2 separate regions of the Mus musculus genome follow, and region 2 is linked to region 1. A link is a contact called in public Hi-C data. All regions are on one chromosome and are shown on one strand. The core of a region is the stretch at or near the end of the contact, and the rest is flanking DNA. Distances in the headings are between cores, read along the strand shown. Region 1 overlaps Gm32344 (a long non-coding RNA gene). Region 2 has its middle 150 kb from the start of Mir137.

Region 1 (2,801 bases), core at 108-2,607:
TAAGTTTTCAGCATTGAGAAGATACCAAATATACATCTACTCAGGAGAATAAATGAGGAAAACCATAAGCTGAAGCTAGTGTAATATAAGATAGCTTGTTACTGCCACCCTATAGGTGGAACAACAATATGAACTAACCAGTACCCCCAGAGCTCATGTCTCTAGCTGCATATGTAGCAGAAGATGGCCTAGTCAGCCATCACTGGGAAGAGAGGCCCCTAGGTCTTGCAAAGTTTATATGCCCCAGTACAGGGGAACACCAGGGCCAAGAAGTGGGAGTGGGTGGGTAGGGGATCAGGGCAGGGGAGAGGGGGGGAGTGTATAGGTGACTTTTGGGATAGCATTTGAAATGTAAATGAAGAAAATATCTAATAAAAATGACAGCTTGTTAAATATAGTCCGTAAAAGCAGACACACTCTTCAAATATTTTCATTTATGTATGTATGTGTGTGTGTGTACTCCAGAGATGTTATCTTCTCTGGAACTAGAGTCACAGGTGTTTGGGACTCGTTCACTCTTGCTTTTCAGCTATTGAATGAACATTCTAAAGCTGGGTGGTGGTTTAGTAGGCAAACATGCTTGTTGTGTCAATGTGAGGACCAGAATTATAATCTTCAGGATGGAAGCTAAAGTTAGACTTATATCTGAAACAACCATAATCCCAAGGAGATGGGAGGCAGAATCTAGAGAATTTCTGTGAAACCTGTGTGCTCTATAGACAAATAAATGTAGCAGAAAAGTAAGAAACTCAGTCCCAAGTAAGATGGAATCAAGAAGCCCATTGGACACGCAAACTTTATATGCCCCAGTACAGGGGAACGCCAGGGCCAAAAACGGGGAGTGGGTGGGTAGGGGAGTGGGGGTGGGTGGGTATGGGGGACTTTTGGTATAGCATCGGAAATGTAAATGAGCTAAATACCTAATAAAAAATGGAAAAAAAAAAAGAATCCACATCGGAGTTTGTCCTTTGGCCTCACATACATAAAAGCATACACACACACACACACCACACACACACACACACACACACACAGAGAGAGAGAGAGAGAGAGAGAGAGAGAGAGAGAGAAGACAAACAAGAAAATGAATAATCCATCAAAGTATCTTTTACCATACTTGTGCATCTGTGCCAATCTGCCAAATTTAGGACAAGCCAGTAAACCTGGAAGGGGTTTGTTGGCAGAGACACAGAGCACGTCTACATGGACTGTCTCATGGACAGATAGAACTTTCTGTTTCTATATACATCCTTTCAGACTTGTTAGCTTCCATTTCCAGTATCCAGCGCTGTGCAGGCTTCATTGTTGCCATTCCTTAAATTCCCTTCTATCAGACAAGGCAGATAACCTGGCTTTGAAGTCCCCAGAAGCCACGTTGTCAGTTATCTCAGGAACCCATGGAAGTACACATGAGAGCAGGCATTAGAGACATGGAGATCAGAGGCTGCTTCAAAAGCGGCAGGAGCTAGCTATTCTTGTATTGAATATTCTTGCATCATAAGGGGCTCTGATGCCAGGAGAGGGTGTGTTGGACTCCGTGCTATCTGGTTGAAATGCATTTGTGGTTTAAGCACCCAGAGTCCTCATTTGAAATCCTCCGTTTGCAAGGGAAAACTGTTTGTGTTCTGACCCTTCCTAGCAGCATTTCCAGAGGAACCATGTACCATGCCATTTTTCCATGTCTATAATGTCAGGGGTGGGATTAGGAGCAGAACGGAATGCCACAGAAGAAGGTGGCTGCTCTATCTCTGCTAAGATGCAGTGATTACCTCAGTGTTGAATCCAGGCTCCACTATGTCCTGAAGGGCTGTAGACATTAAATGTATATTTGCATGTTTGTATGGATCTGCTAAAAAGTAACTGCTTCCCTACCAAGTGAGAAAATATTGCCACCTCTTCCACTCTCCATGCAGCGAATTAAAGGGATAAATTAGGTTAGATGTGAACACCCTGCACTGGAGTTTCTCTGACAAGTGCATTTGACAAGTGAGAAAGAGAAGGAAGAAAGGAGGCTCTCCTGGCTGCGATTCACTTGGTGCAAAATGAGAAGTGGAAGATGGGAAGGCTTACTGAGCTAGGGTATGAAGCTGCATGTCCAGGATAACTGAAGACAGCAAAAGGCGCTGTAAGGAGCCTCTCCTGAGAAACTCTTTAGGACAGGGGCCTGGCTACAAAATAACTAACATGTCCCTATTGGTCGATCTTCCTTCCCTTCTTCCAGTAGAATTTTCTCTTGCTGTTGTCCACGTGATGGCTGTATTGTTGTTTCAACCACGATAGCACTGAAGGATGGCGGTGTTCTCTCGGTTTAAAAAGACTGAAAACTGAAATGAAATCTGCTTTTTTTTTTTTTTTTTTTTGATGAGATACTGAGGAAATAATTCCGCAGATCTCTCGTACTTGAATCAGACTTCTCAGTTGGAAAAACAAGAGCAACACAAACAACCACATTTCCTCCCTGCTTTGTTTGCATTGTGGTACTGTATTCCATTTCAGAATCAATGGGGACATGTTTCACAGTACAGAAATCAAAACACACAGGGTTGAAGGGAAACAATGGTTATGATCCAGCTCCTATTTCTTATGTAAAAGTTAGACCATACGATAATGTAGTTGTGCTGCATATTCAATTTTGATGTGTAACCTTTGAAATAAATTGGAATATTCTCTCTTTCTACTCTTGGCCCGCACTGAGTGATCATAAACAATAATCGCCTAAAGGTCACTCGCTCTGTAAGCTAGGCTCTCCGAACGAAGTAGGAAGGGCGATTCAAAGATATGTTTTTCCTCTCTCAGAGACA
Region 2 (2,801 bases), core at 157-2,656, 300 kb after region 1:
ATAGGCCACTGCTATTGAGTGCTTACTATAAAGCAGACACAAATCTATACAATTATTGACGTTTTTAACCTCTTACTGTCCCATGAGTTACTATTATTAGCGTCATTCTTCAAACCAATAAGCTAGGCAAATGACACCACTCATTCACCAAAATCTCACAGCTATTAACATGTGTTTGATTCCAAGCTGTCTGGATTTCTCGATGTTTTCTTACCACTCTGCTGTTTTATGGAGCAAATGAAGAACAATTCATGTGTCAAGCTGCAGAAGTAGAATTTTTGATGATCAAATAAATAAAATTGGAAACACTGGCTTTGTTAACTAGAAACTAAGAGCTCTTGAAAGTAAAGAAAGATGACCAACCGATATCTGAACCCAATCTGGAACACACAAAAGGAGAAACAAAAGAGCTACTTTGGAAAAAAAAAGAGTTAAGAAGAGTTATTCAGTTGAAACCTGTGGCTAATAAAGATTCCCCCATGAGGAAAATATGTAATAAAAAATATTAATTAAAAAAATGAGCCAAGATAAAAAAAAGTGTTTTAAAAGAGAATTCTGGTCTTGGGGTTGGGTATTTGATGTGAGTTCTTTCAGGAAGTGAGAGGCTAGACAGAATACCCTCATGGCAGAACTTAAGCAAATACTTGGGTTGATATCAATGCTGAGCACCAAGTAGGAAAGGTACATCATGCAGCAGGATTTTTGAAATGAGGTCTGGAACAAAAGAGGAGCAAACATATTATAAGTTATATTATATGCTTAGGAATGAGTGTGTGTGTGTGTGTGTGTGTGAGAGAGAGAGAGAGAGAGAGAGAGAGAGAGAGAGAGAGAGAATAATGAAAGAAGAAAGATTTTAAAGACAAAGGGAAAATGCATGGGAGGGTTTGGAAGGAGAAAATGGAAGAGGAAAATTGCATAATTACAATCTCAAAAACTTTTAAAAAGAGTATTTCTAATTAAGTAAGGTTAAACTCAAAACTTTCATGAGTAAGATTATATGGACTTCCTAGAGAGATAGTAATTAGCTATCAAAGTTAGATCAAAATCTAATGTAGAAAAATTGAAGTAAAAGTATGAAGTTATAAAATCTCTCTAAACTAATAGGAATGAAATAAGGAAATAGAAAAAAAAGAACAGTGTTCAAAAACAGCAAGAAGGAATTATGAAAAGGAAAGGGAAATGGAATAATAAGAATTGATAATTGCATGTATTAATTTTCCAAGTTACATCTTGTCATAAACATACTAGCTAAACATAACATGCATTTTCTATCTCAAAAAGTTTGTGCCAAAGAAGACACTGGTATTTATATCTGCTTCTAAGAGTCCCCTAGGTTACAATCACAGTGTTGGCCAGATTATGGCATTGCCTGGGGTTTTGGAATAGCGCCAAAGCTCACTGGCTATTAGCAAATTCATTTTGTTTTGGCTGTAGAAACCAAGGCTACTTTCCTCTGGCAAAAGCGGAGCATCTGTCTCTGCTGTCTCACTGAATCCTCCGTTTAGTGATTTGATTGGCTAGAAAAGTCAAGAAAAATTTCCTTTGGATTACCCTAAAGTTAAGGGGTTAAGGGCTGTGATTATTTCTTCAAAGTCTCTTTATCACTGCCTTATAAATCGTGGGGATAATGGTCTGTCAACTTTGTCATGTATAGATTAAAAGATAGGTACATCTCCTTATAGTCAATGAAAGGTTTTTGTATAAAAGGCTGAGTCATTGGTGGACAATTTAGAATCCAATTACCACATGAAAGTGCATATAGTCAAAGAAATTTGTTCCAAGACTCTTGTGAATGTTTGAAACCACAGAAACTAATAAGCTCTGCTTGTCTTGTGTCCTATCCTACATTTACACATACGGAAAGGATTAATTTATAAATTTGAATAGTAATATCATTAATAATAACTAATACTAAAATGAAATACTTTTAAACCATATATATAGTAAGGTTGTCAGTCTAACTAGTTTTACACATCAGTGCCCTTATTAAGTAAAAGGGATGTTATCTGGATATAAGTACTGAAACACTGCAGCAGTCAATGTGATAAGTGGGGCAGTACCAATGAGAAGTCAGCATACACAGCACAAATCATCCGGGGAAACAGCTGGGGAGCAGCCCAGGGTGTACCAAGCAGAATGACATGAGAACATACCCTGGTACTCAGAAGGACATCCATTTCAAACCATACATTTCATTTTTCTAGAATTTTTCAAGTAATGTTTTTGAAGCCTACTTGATGACATAATAGAAACTGTGCAGATCAAAACACAACTAGTAAATGAGAACTACGGGTAAGATGGACTTTTACATATAAAAATATAAGCGTTTAGAGGAGAATAAAAGGGAAAAAAAACTAGCCTTGACACAAGATGAGGACGCAGTAAGATGAAATATATTATTAAAGTATTTATTCAAGGTACAACAAAGCAACACAAAATAATTAAACAAAACAAAAGGATAAATTAAGAGCCGTGGAAGAATAAAGATTTTCCATTTGATGGGAGGACCCTATTGCTGAAAACACTTGCAAAGCTGATACTTACCTGGTAGCTTCATCCCTACTGGCTAGATTTCATATTATTGGAACACGCTAGGTATTATATTGGGGAATAAAGGGAATCATGTGTCTTAACCTATCAATCCTTTGAACTATAATATGCCTGGGCTGGCAAAATGAACCCATTGGTATAATAGTGGCACAAATGTTACCATAGTAACCAATCATTTTCTGATTTGATTCCTGACCCACTCCACAAGACAGAACCCACGTCTGATACCATTAATAGGACCAAGAACTAGA

What was found. A called contact is a pair of places that touch in the nucleus more often than the background predicts.
Region 2: a contact with region 1 is called in a Hi-C map of the N1E-115 cell line, with 5 times the contacts expected there. The contact joins two enhancer-like sites. A contact is called at or near these places in 7 of 484 Hi-C or Micro-C datasets (the HPC-7 cell line, the N1E-115 cell line, embryonic stem cells and 1 more).

What each region holds. Positions count from the first base shown.
Region 1 is chr3:117,987,279-117,990,079 of GRCm38.p6, forward strand. All of the region lies in intron 3 of Gm32344 (a long non-coding RNA gene), which reads left to right. Among named protein-coding and RNA genes, the nearest start is that of Gm32344, 24 kb to the left of the region's middle. Within about 2 kb of position 1,358, at least 5 of the 459 cell types and tissues checked have an H3K27ac peak or open chromatin away from gene starts, as enhancers often do. A contact at or near this core is called in the N1E-115 cell line, where this site is marked.
Region 2 is chr3:118,285,740-118,288,540 of GRCm38.p6, forward strand. No RefSeq gene overlaps it. Among named protein-coding and RNA genes, the nearest start is that of Mir137, 150 kb to the right of the region's middle. Within about 2 kb of position 1,407, at least 3 of the 459 cell types and tissues checked have an H3K27ac peak or open chromatin away from gene starts, as enhancers often do. A contact at or near this core is called in the N1E-115 cell line, where this site is marked.